Linked DNA regions of Zea mays: all the other regions are linked to region 1. The links are chromatin contacts, called in public Hi-C maps. All regions are on one chromosome and are shown on one strand. Each heading gives the region's core, a stretch centred on a gene start, on an enhancer-like site or on the middle of the called end of the contact. The rest is flanking DNA. Distances are from core to core; before and after follow the strand shown.

The links. Hi-C and Micro-C count contacts between places; a contact is called where the count stands out from the background.
Region 2: a Hi-C map of bundle sheath shows a contact between it and region 1, with 1.9 times the contacts expected there. The contact joins the promoter of LOC100382420 here to the promoter of LOC103650987 in region 1. A contact is called at or near these places in 2 of 25 Hi-C or Micro-C datasets (bundle sheath and tassel).
Region 3: a contact with region 1 is called in a Hi-C map of ear, with 1.8 times the contacts expected there. The contact joins the promoter of LOC100191203 here to the promoter of LOC103650987 in region 1. A contact is called at or near these places in 2 of 25 Hi-C or Micro-C datasets (ear and tassel).

Annotation. Positions count from the first base shown.
Region 1 is chr3:182,483,407-182,487,664 of Zm-B73-REFERENCE-NAM-5.0, forward strand. It overlaps LOC103650987 (GABA transporter 1), which reads left to right and starts at 1,735. Exons shown (of 6, transcript XM_008676585.4): 1 at 1,735-2,115; 2 at 3,756-3,986. The coding sequence starts at 1,998.
Region 2 is chr3:182,664,963-182,669,220 of Zm-B73-REFERENCE-NAM-5.0, forward strand. It overlaps LOC100382420 (RNA polymerase II C-terminal domain phosphatase-like 2), which reads left to right and starts at 2,237. Exons shown (of 11, transcript NM_001175163.1): 1 at 2,237-2,742; 2 at 3,220-3,690; 3 at 3,968-4,178. The coding sequence starts at 2,386.
Region 3 is chr3:182,303,237-182,307,494 of Zm-B73-REFERENCE-NAM-5.0, forward strand. It overlaps LOC100191203, which reads left to right and starts at 2,189. Exons shown (of 4, transcript NM_001136638.1): 1 at 2,189-2,478.

The DNA of each region.
Region 1 (4,258 bases), core at 485-2,984:
TTGAGGATGATCACTTGAGCTAGCATATATTTCAAACTTATACTTTTGTAATCATTCCGATAAAATAATGTAAAATTTTTGTAACCTGTAAAATTTAGTAATAAGATTTCCGCTGCGAAAATGTTGTGTGTGTGATTTGTGTTACTTAATCCCACGGTTCTGGTTGTAAGTGGTTTATCCGATGTCCTTGGGGCAATCGGACGGATCCTGTTAAGTTATCTGGTGCACATGTATAGCCGTCTGAGGTCTTTGGGACAAGGATAGGTGCATGTGGTCCCAATAACTTGGGAGGTTCTGCCACACTAGTGAGTGGCCCAATTCAATAAGGAAGCCAAGGTGGTGTGTAGATATGGCATGGAAATCATTGTAAGTAAATATGCATTTTTAATTTATTGCGATGACGGTCTTATAGTTAGTTCTGTTGTCGATTCTTTTTTATACGTTAATTTTATTGAGTTAGTTCAAATCTGTTATATTCTAATGTCATGGATACTATCTGCCAGCAGTAGCTCTGGGTTATATGTTTTACGCTGCATTACTAAATTAATTTTCTGTCCTGTTAATTTTCCAACGGTCACCGAAATTATGGAATAAAATACGAAAAAATAACCTCTCAATGGAGGAGGGCTCGGCGGCGGCGACCGAGAGTGGTGGCGGAAGGAGGTCTCGACGGCGGCGGCGGCCGGGACCGGTGTCGAGGCGAGGGCGGGGGCGGTGTGGCGCGGGCGGTGCGGTGGAGGGAGTAGCAGCGACGACGCGGCAGCGTCGGGGGAAGAAAGAGAGAAGAAAGCCAAGGGGTGGTTTTAAATCCGTTTATTTCCGGCGGCCAGGATTTGGCCGCCGAAAATAATTCTAGTCACTGAAAATCGTCTGCAGTGCTGTTGTGCTCGCGCATCGTTTGCAACTTATGATGGCATGTTACCGTGATTATATTTGCATATCGTGTTAGCGTGTAGTACATGTAACTAATTACAATTACAACTTTTTTATCTGGTAAAAATACATTTTGATTGTACGCTTTTTTTGTGTTAGCCGCCATTACAACATATCACAATTATGTGTTGGTACATGAATAACACAAAATCAAAGTTAGGGTGACGTGTTCATTATATGACTTGTTCAATGGTTATACTTTGTGTACTATCTAACCAATTCATTACAAATATATCGTACCATTTGATATTTGGAATAATTGTCAATATAGAGATTTTAAACATGACTTGTAATTTGTAAATAAAAAGTCTCGAAACATATTTCTCAATAAAATGTTTCCTTGATGTAATGGATCGATCGGTGGCCGGCGCGGGGCCGCGTTCGTCAGCGGACGGCGGAGTGCGGACTGCCGGCTTCAGGACATCGCACGGGGCTGCGGACGTGCTCGCGGCTGGAATTGCATGTTTCGTGTTATAGCCGATGATCCACGGACCACGGAAAAAGGAAGGGCCTCGCAGCTTGGAAAAGGTAGGATTTTTTTTTAGAAAAAAACAAGGAGTTTAGATTTATTTAAGGTAATACTTCCTAGCAAACAAAGCGAATACCGTGACATTGCCCTCGTATAGTCGTATTCTCTCCGGTCGAATCCTCTGTACGAGGACGTAGTTGTAGATGAGCCATTGACGACGTGTAGTATTTGTTTAGATTTGGCTCCGTATGTCACTGGCCGGACTGCAGAGAATATGTTTTTCTCTTGCTGTCATCATTTATTTATGGTTGCGGCACGCAGCAGCCTGGGCAGCCTAGCCCTTTCGTTCGCACTCGATACATTTCGCGTCAGCCCTCGGGTGGTCAGTCCATATAGCTAAGCCGCCTACCTCCCGCGAGCTCTGCGATATATATGCAAACCCAGCTTGCCGATACAGCGCACGCAACCGCCGGGGGTCGTCTCAGCCAGTCCCAGCTAGCTCCACACCGTGCAGCTCGGCCGGCAAAAACTAGCTAAGCTAGCAAGTAGCCACCGTTTCGTTCCAGGCTCCAGCCTAGGGGCGCGCGACGACGACATGGGGTTGGGAGCTGTTGCTGCGACCCGGGAGGATGAGGAGGCGAAGATGGAGGCCGGCGGCGACACCGCTGGCCAGAAGCTCGACGCCGGCGCGCTCTTCGTGCTCCAGTCCAAAGGTGATTTGCCGCGGCGCTTCTTTTGCTCCCGATCGCCATGCATATCTTTCCGTGTTGTTATGTTTCTTGAGCACGAACAAGCTTCAACGGCGGTGGACGTCGGGGGCGGTTGTGTTTTTTCCCCTTGCTGCAAGTAAAGTAACAAGCATAATAGCTGGAGGTTATTGCTAAACACGACCTTAGCTCAGAGCTTCTGCTTCGATCCATCTGGACATGATTGCGGTCCTAATTACTAAGAACTAGTCAGTAGTGAACCCACGCGGCACGGTTGCATGCCGCAGCTACCTGTACGCGCTGTTGGCAAGATGAGAGAGAGAGAGAGATGGAGAAGACGGCGATTCAGCAATTTCCCTTTTAAATAAAAAAGAAAAGAGAAGCAGAGGAAACTTCATTGATTGAATGGTGCCTGGCAGATGCCCTGAACAGCTGATGCTACTGTTCCTCCTCTGACCACAGACCGCCTCCTGATCAACAAGAGCTCGCGGAGAGTGAATGCATGTCTCAATGCGCTTGCCAATCTACCTTGGCCCTGGCCGTCCAAGTTTCCGCTTTCACAGTTTCACTTCACGGTAGTGGTCCATCCCACTCCATGGTCATGGCTGCACGTATCGCCTGGTACTCTGCAACCGAGAAAGAAGAGACAAAGCAAGGTGTACTTGCGGTGTCCCTCCGATCCGGTCCCTGCCTGGGGATGGGGGTTCCCTGCCGGCTGCCGCCGCGATGAGTCATGGAATGCTACAGCCTCAACATGTGGTGCCGACCATTTCATCTTTTATTTTATTTAGACCGCTCTTTTTTTTATCCTCGTACAATTAGCCAGCAAATAATTAACTAGCAACAATTAACCATGGTACGTTTAGAGCCTTAGCTAATAGATGTCTTTTTTTATTTATATGATCTATTAGTATCTATTAGCAAGATCAAATGCAAGCAATTTGTTAGCCTTCCGGCTAACAATTAACCAATTTATTAGTCAGTCTATTCGAAAGTTAAGTTGCTAAAATTAGTCGGTAAACTGTTTGTCACATAGATCCAACCATGCCCTTAAAAACACGAGGACCATCAGCCTCGTTGACTTGTAAGCATCATGCGCCCATGTTGCACACACACTCGACGAGCAATAATTGTGGCAGAAAATAGGTCGGGAGCCCAGGAGGAGGTTGGCAATATGCGTTAGGCCCGCTCATCAGCGCTTAATCATGCTCGCTGCACTTCGAAGAGGAAAATCTTTAAGAGCGAATCAAGTGCAGATATGCACAGGTCGAGTTGCTTGCCGCGACGATGAGGTATACACTTGACGAAGCAGGTTTCCATTTCCCCCGAAGTCTCATCTTTTGACTAGGCGCGTCACCGATTCGGTATCTGCTGCTTTTCTGGATCTTGACGAGTCCTGGTAAGGGGTGACGTGCACATTTGGAAATCAGGCGCACGTGTCGGTTCAAAGATGATTTTTTTTTCATATGTAATTATGCATACGCTTTTTTATGCGGTATATGTGTATACACGTCTGGACGTGTGATAGGCTGATAGCAGTATAGCACACGCGTACTTGACGGAAGCACCATCCAGATATTCATACGGGGGTGGGGAGGATTTTTTGAATTTTTATGCAGTGGTTAAAATTTGAAGCTTTGGTGCAGGTTCGTGGCTGCACTGCGGGTACCACTTGACGACGTCGATCGTGGCCCCGGCGCTGCTGAGCCTGCCGTTCGCGTTCGCGTCGCTGGGGTGGGCGGCGGGGACGATCTGCCTCGTCATCGCCGCGGCCGTCACCTTCTACTCCTACAACCTCATCTCGCTCGTCCTGGAGCACCACGCGCGGCAGGGCCGCCGGCAGCTCCGCTTCAGGGACATGGCCACGGACATACTAGGTCAGCTTTTTAACTCTACTACTTCTATCTACTACCACTGCATGCCCAGAATGCCACTTCTCCGTGTCGCACATCGGATTCAATTCGAGTATTGTAACAGGCAGCTGCATGAAGCCTGTCAATGGAAGCCGTTAATTGAGTGACAAGTACGGGTTGGGACGAATAATGTATGATCACGAGACTGCGATAGACTGACCGTAGACTGTCATTGTCGCCGCGCCCATTGGCGGCCAGAATTCTAGGGTCCAGCTAAGATGCAAATTGACAGTCAC
Region 2 (4,258 bases), core at 987-3,486, 180 kb after region 1:
CGAGAGTTTGCATCTCTATCTTTGTTCTTTAGATTTTGCATTTACTTTAAGTACTTAAGTTTCAATCTCTCTATTCTTAGTTTAGATTTCTTAGGACTGGAACATAGGTTGCATAACTCCTTTTGCGGTAGAGATAACAACACTTATATAAAACCTAGTTTGCACATTCTAAATTACTTATTTGCATATATTTTGTTGTAGGGATTTATTTATGGCCTAAATTAGCGAGAATTTTAGAAGTCGTAATTCACCTCCTCTCTTAGGCGTCTGATGTTCCTTTCATATATCTTTCTAATCTTCTTACTAACATTGGTAAAAGTTAATTGCTAAAATTTAGTAGATACTCTGTTTGAATCCACAATTATGGCTCTATTTGAATGCACTAGAGCTAATAGTTAGTTGTTAATATTAATTAGAGACATCCAAACAACTCAATTAATAGTTTATCTCTTAGCTACTTTTAGTTGGATAAATCCAAACATCACAAGCTAATAGTCCAACTAAGAGTGAGTCCAAGAGACTATATATTCTCTCTAAATAATATGAATATAGTTTTTTGTCAAAAAAATTCAACAACTTATCTAAATAGTTATCTAGATATAACCAATTTTATCCTAGGTTTCTCGCTATCCAAAGATAGAAAACATAAATGGCTCTCTAGAGTGTAACCAAGATATAGAACAATTGTTGGAGATTGAAAAATATTACCCGCTCTCTAGAGTGTATTACCCGCTCTTGAGCAAAGTTGAGAAAAAGATTACCTTGACCTTTATGGTCGGCTAAGGGAGGATTATGGTTGAAAAAGACCCGACCCTTTGTAGGCTACTCAACGAGGAGTAGGGCACAATTACGATGTGCCCAGGATAAATCAAGTATTCTTGTGTTCTTACTTGTTTGAGCACATAGTTCATCTTGTTGTAAGCAATGATTCAAACGTTGCTTTGCGTGTGTGGATTGTGTGGAGTTGCTCCACTCATATTCACTATTTCTATCCCTCTATTATCTCAGCAATTTGTTCGATCTAAGTCGCTCTCATCAATTTCGTTGTTAGATTCAAATTTAGTGTCAACTTTGCAGTTGAACCGGCTTGCAACGATCGAACTGGTTTTATTGCTTAATTTGAAGTTTTAGTTGAAAAATTTAAAGTGTAGCATATTCACCCCTTTAGGCTACATACAAGAAAAAAACTAGTAGACAAAACGACCGCATACATCCTTCAATGGTATAAAGGATTTTTAAAAATAAAAAAAATCATTTTAGTGAAGCTAAAACTGGTCTGTAAGCTAAATACTTTCGCAAACTCTACAACTTTAAAAAAGCTGTCCAACTCTAAAATTCATGAAGCTAAACTCGTTTTTGTAAAGTTGAGTTATAGTGAACATCCACTTAAACATAGTCTTTGTTCCTAAAATAGCTTATCATATACTTTCTTCGTTCCAAAATAAAATTTATTTTAAAATGGAGTGAGTATTGGATAAGTGGGATTGACCATTTGGACGGTGACCAGAACACAAGGAATGGTGGTAGAGTCCCCCATTGACTTTGCTGCCATGCTAAGGATAAGTGGATAACATATGTCAACATCGAGGTTATGGCCCTTCGATCTTAAATCTTTGATGTCCTCTTTAACCGGATGGCTTGACATTTTTTAACTGTAATCAAATATATAAAAATATGAGTATTTATAATATATAATTTATATCAATAGATAGATATGAGAAATATAAATATTGTTAATAGTACAAATTTGAGATCTTTAACTGATAAAAATATTATAAAAATATTATAAAAATATTTATTTTAGAAGATAGTGAATATGTCTTTCTAGCGTCAAATCAGACTAGTGGACCTTTAGCCCGCAGGAAATTTAAGGGCTGCGCCGCATTGATGTGTTGTGAGTAAACCCGCTTTCACTCACGAATTATGGGACACGCACACTGCACACACAACCAGCCCTAGACGTGCCAAATCAGCAGGAAAGGGGATCATCCCGGACTCCCAGTGGCCGGTGCTCCCCACGCGGCGCACCGAGCCAGACGCGATCATGCGACACGAAAAGATAGTCACTGTCTCACTGACGCGTCGGCCCCGGTTCAGGATTCGACTTTTGGTCCGCGCGTCCACAGCCAGACCGGTGACCGGACCGATCCAACGGAACCATCCACCCGGCCGCCCGGTCCCAAAGTTCTCTATAAAACCGCAGCCGAGGCCCCCTTCCTGCGCTGCAAGCCTGCAAGCCCCTTCTCCGCCTTCATTCCCCAAACACCAAAACCCGGCTCCGCGTCTCCGCCGAAGCGGGAGGCGGGCGGGGGCAGGCACCTGTTCGCGCTGCGCGAAATTACACTCCCCCTCCCTCTCTTTTCTCACTCCGATTCCCCACTCGCGATGGCCGCGCCTCGACCCCCGCCGCTGGGGGCCCTGGGAGGCGTTGTCGGTGGCAGCGGTGGCGCCGCCCCCGCCGCCGGGGCGCCCGCCGGAGTCAGCATGCGGATGTTCCACGGCGAGTCGTTCCTTGGCGAGATGGAGGTCTTCCCGATGAAGCGGGACGGCGAGGGGGGCCTCCCTTTCCCGACCAACGAGATCCGCGTCAGCCACTTCTCGCCGGCGAGCGAGAGGTGCCCGCCTCTCGCTATCCTGCAGACCATCGCGCCCTTCTCCGTACGGTGCAAGTTGCAGACCAAGCTTACGCCTCCCAACCCGGGCCTCCAGCGCTTGTATCTCACTTGTTTCAACGAGTTCAAGGTTTGTCCCCAATTTTTGTGAACAACCGCGAATATGTGGTTTCGTCTTCACATGCCTGTAGACTGTAGTTTCTATGCACATTTGAAATAGAAGGAACGCACGCATTTCAATTTGAGCTTCAACTCTTAGGAATTTCTATTCACTGTATTTGTAATTCGTCGAAGAAGTATCAGGAGTTGAAGCATTTGCACATTTCATTCTGGGTCCATCTTAGGTGTTTTGGCTTGATGCGAGTATGTCATTCCCATGTCCATTTCAAATTGAAGCGGAAAACGTAACTACTGAGGTGGACAGGTGGTACTTGTACATCGTGAAACAAGTTTCATAGACTGAAGCATTTTGCGTATTTCATTTTGGGCTTTCATGGGTTGTGACTTGTGAGTTCCATATAGTTAGATTCAGGGATTGTTTCTCTTAATACAACTTTACACAGAACATTAAGATTTGTATAACACTTCCTCTCATTTGGCTGTGTAGAGTGCTGTGGTAGTAGTTGGGGATGAGGAGCTGCACCTGGTGGCAATGCCGACCAAATCAGGGAAGGTGCCATGCTTTTGGTGCTGCTCAGCACGCTCGGGGCTCTATGCAGCGTCCGTTGGCATGCTCAACTTGCGCTGTCTTGCCATTGTGTTTGATCTTGATGAGACCCTTATTGTTGCTAACACAATGAAGTCCTTCGAGGATCGGATCGAGATGCTCTCCCGCAGAATGGATGTCGAAGATGATCCTATCAGAATAGCAGGGATGTCTGCAGAAATCAAACGATATATTGAGGACAAAGAGCTTCTCAAAGAATTCATTGACATGGATACAGTTACGGACAATGGCAAAATAGTTGGAACCCAGAAAGAGGAGGTTCAACCTATGTCTGGTGGTCAGGAGCGTGTTTTCCGTCCAGTTATCAGACTGCCTGACAGGAATGCAATTTTGACTCGCATCAATCCAGAGGTATGTTTCAAAACTAGTAGAGTGAATTCCATTTCATGGGCTGCAATAGAGGCTTGTCTACTTTGGGGATACAATTTATTGACTCTACTAAGCTTTTTGAGATTTAATACAATACTATTGGACTGAGGCACTCAGCATAAATTCTTCTATGTTTGGAAGGTGACAGATATTTGGATATCTAGAGATTTAATTCTTTCATTCAACTTACTGTTCTCTGATTACTCTACCTTTTCCTGTTTAGTATCATCTTACCATTTACATGATATATTATTTTCAGAATCGTGATACCAGTGTTTTTGTAAAGCTAAGACCTGCTTGGGAAGAATTGAGGAGTTACCTAACTGCAAAGGGACGAAAAAGATTTGAGGTTTATGTATGTACAATGGCTGAGAGAGATTATGCTCTTGAAATGTGGAGACTTCTTGATCCAGAAGGCAACTTAATAAGTCCACAACAGCTCTCAGAACGCGTAAATTGTGTAAAGTCAGGCAAGTGAACTTGTTTCAACTATTGTGCAATGATTCCTGTATCTGTTTTGTTTCATTTATCCTGACAAACTCTTCCAATT
Region 3 (4,258 bases), core at 939-3,438, 180 kb before region 1:
CTTTATATTAGTAATAATAACCTGACCAACTAAAAGCAACTGCTTGACTTAACCTCACATAAAGCTAGTCTACTACAACCAAACGAGACAATTGCAGAGTATGTTGATGTGTACTCACCCTTGCTTTACACACCAAACCCCCAGGTTGTCCACGTTGCAACCACTGCTCAGTAGAAGATGAAGTCGTGGAGGAAGACTTCTAGGAGTTCCAAGAGTACGATGAGTTCTAGGCGTGGGTTAGCGGCAAACCCCCAGTCGGCTACCTGTGAAGGCCGTGTGTATCTATGTTTCTTTTTCGCACTTTGATTATTGTTAAATACTATGTGGATGTTTCAAACATCATGATGTAATCGACTATTATACCTTCTTTTATGTTATTATTTGAGCACTGTGTGATGATGTCAAGTTATGTAAATGCTGTGTACGTGAATTGCTTATCCTGTCACGTACATGGTTCGCATTCGGTTTGCCTTCTAAAACCGGGTGTGACAATAAGGAAACAACACCAAGTTTGGATAGGAGATAACTCAGCCTTGAAAACCAAAATTATGGCTGCAATGCATGATTCAGTGGTTGGGGGTCATTTTGGTGCTAGTGCTACTTACCATTGACTTAAAAGGGTGTTCTATTGGTCAGGCATGAAGACAGATGTGGCTGAGTTTGTGAAACAGTGTGATGTATGTCAGCAAGCAAAAGGTGAAAGGAAGTATCCAGCAGGGTTATTACAGCCCCTACCTGTCCCTGCAGGGGCCTTGCAAGATCTTACTATGGATTTTATAGAGCAATTGCCAAAATCTGAGGGTTATGATACTATTTTGGTGGTAGTGGACAAATTTACGAAGTATGCCCATTTTTTCCCTCTTAAGCATCCCTTTACTGCAGTTGGAGTGGCTCAGATTAAGTTGGATTGTGTGATCAAGCTCCATGGAGTTCCGAGGTCTGTAGTATCAGACAGGGATAAGATTTTCACTAGCCAGTTTTGGAAGCATTTGTTTAAAGTGTTAGATGTGAAGTTGGCATTAAGCACATCATATCACCCACAAACTCATGGGCAAAGTGAGAGGGTTAATCAAAGTTTGGAGATGTATCTCAGTGTGCTGTTCAAGCAAATCATCATCATTGGAATAATTGGTTAGCTATGGCTGAATTTTGGTACAATACTTCTTTCATTGTTCTGTGGGATGTTCACCTTTCAAGGCTCTATATGGGTATGAGGCTTCTGTCTTCAATGTTCCTATTTTATAAGGGAATGAGGATACGACTGCAGTCAATTTGGTGCAGCAGAGAGAAGCTTACAATCAAATGTTAAAGGAGAAGTTGACTTAGGCTCAACACAGGTTCAAGCATTATGCTGACTTGAAGAGAAGTCCAAGAGAATTTCTAGTGGGAGAACAAGTCTGACTTAAGTTGCAACCATATGCTCAGAAGTCAGTGGTGAATCGAGCTTGCCCTAAGCTTGCATTTAAATATTTTGGGCCTTATACTATTTTGGAGAAGGTGGGAGCGATGGCTTACAAACTGGAATTACCAGCTGATGCACAGGTGCATCCAGTCTTCCATGTGTCTCAGATTAAACCTTTTGTGCCTAGTAATGTTCTAGTGTTCCACAAGCTGCCAAAGATGCTGGATTTGGGCCAAGGTGATTTGGAACCAGTTGAGATTCTGGATAGGAGGCTGGTGAAGAAGGGCAATGCAGCTGTGACACAGATTCTATTGAGGTGGTCGGGTATGTCACCAGATTGTGCTACCTGGGAGGATTACCATGTGCTTAGAACTAGATTTCCGACTGCATCTGCTTGGGGACCAGCATAATCTTGAGGAGAGAGGGGAGATTGTCATGACGTAGGGTATGACAAGTGACTAGAATCTTGTTGTTTGTCTGAAGATGGATAAATGGGCTATATTATGACATGTAATAGTTGTGGCCTTGTGCCATTAGTGATTAAGTCAGTTGTTAGGTCGGTTAATCCCAAGGGAGTAAAATAACTGGTCATACTGGCTATATAAGGCCTAGTTTAGAAACCTCAATTTTCTAAGGGATTTCTATTTTCCCATGTAAAAATAAACTAATTTTCCTTGGGAAAATAGAAATCCCTTAGAAAATTGGGGTTCCCATACTAGCTCTAAGCATGTAGTATGTGGAAGGGAAAAACAGAAAACAAACTAGAAACACCACCACCACCACATACCTGAGTTCCTGTGAAGTTTATCTGAGTTACCTGACGAATTAGGGTCCTCTTCCCCAGATCTGGTGGGGAAGAACCCTACCTCACGTCCCGGATCCCATCCGGCGGCCAAGGTGAGTTACACGCTAGCCGGCGGTCGGCCAGCCGCCGCCAACCGCCTCAGCCCCAACAGTCGCACCGCCGCCGCCGAGGCAAACTCGAAGCCACCCCCGCCGCCGCAGCCACAGCCGCGCCGAGCTTGAGCCGTCGTTGCTCCGCTGAATCGCCCCCATCGTCTCTCCTGAAGAGAGAGGTTTGCTTCTCGTGCGCCGCTCTGTTTTAAATTCGATCCGGTTCGTTTTGCTCATCGGTTGCGATTCGCCTCGTTTTGATTACGTTGTTGCTTCGATCCGCCGTTGTGGTTGTGGAGTCATGGAACCACGACGCCAGGCTTGGCGATCGTAATGGTAGCCTAGTGTAGTCGCTCAAGCCTTGGTGTAGTTCAGGAGCAACTGCTGCTCTTTATTGTTGCCGTTCCACCTGGGATCGTGTTGGGGTCGATCACAAGTCGAACAATTATCGACAGTCTGTGCTTGTTTACCTCCAATTCTAATTTCACGGACCTTACATTTACTCATAGCTTCATTCTATGCCAAGACCTCCAGGATGGACTGGACCGCTAGCTTCAGTCTAAACAAATCAGTTAGGGATCTGAAATGGTTAGGCATAGTGACATGATTGAGTTTGATGCACAAGGTTGAGTGTTAATAAATTTGTTCTCAGGACTGGTGCGCTGGTTGGGTAGTGCATCATTTATCTTCACCCCAGGAAGTTTCTCTATTGGAACTTTAGCACATTGTTGAGTGTTAATAAACTCGTTCCCTTTTGCTCTTGCTACCTACATCCATGGCCTAGTTTCGTATTGACACTGTAGAAGAGATTAAGAGAGGACTACCCTGGGCTGCTGCTCGCCACCGAGACGCCCGCCCGGCCATGTACGGCCATGCCTAGCCGGCAGCCGGCCAGCGGCTCGCGCTCGGTGAGTGTCCAGGCTTTGATTTCAGTTAGTCTCCACCACTGATTCTGGTGTTGCTTATCCAGAATCAGTATGTTCCTGTGCTTCGCTATGAACCTAGCTTTGTATTCGATCGTGTTTCACGCATTGAACACAACGGCTAAAACATCCGATGCCCCAGAGAGCAGGTACCTCCGCTCTCTCAAATCAACCTGACCATATGGTCAGATCATAAACACCAGCGAACACAACTCTCACATTGCATAACAAGGACCCGTGATTCAATGCTAAATTGGTGTGCTTCTCGATAAGATTAGCAGACAAACCAATTGATTTGAGGCAGTGGTTACTGTGGTTAAAAACCTAATAGCGGCAAGGGGATAGGAGAAAGAAGCGGGACCTGGAGCGAGTTGATAGCATCGTGTTGGGGGGTGGTCAACTCCTTGCGGTTGGAGAGTGCGAGTGAGGCCACACAGCGTGCTCAGGCGTTGATCTCGAATGGCCGGACATGAAGCTCCCCGTGCTCCCTCTACCTCACCTATTGCAGCCACATCCAGCCTTCTGCAACTGTGGTGCACCCTGCGCTCCAAGGGTGCCTTCTACCTCTGCGACTCCGAACCCAGTGGCACACTTGTGGCGATTGTATGCGCATTGAGATGTTTGGTTACTGCGTTGATCAGTGTGAAAGGGACCAATTGTTATGGTAGGAAGTTTTTATTGCATTCGACAGTATTCTGATGGATTTATTTGGCAAGTCGTGCAAGAGGAAGATCTCATAAGGACTAGAGGAGTCAAGTAGAAGCCTAGGAAATGTGCGCTTGCCAAAAGCGAATTTAAAAATCTACGCTAAGGAACTCTAATGGCGACATGGCGTGTTGGAAGCATTCCTATAGCGTCCTTTATATCCATCCTGTATATCCATCCTTTAAAGTCTTTTCTAAAAGATTCTCTCTATATCTCGTTCATCTCCAACAACATCCTCAATATCTCGTCCTCTATACGTAAATACATATATTGAAGATATATTTTACTTTACTTTTTTGTGCATGCGTATTTGTCATGCCCTCAAATGTTGTGT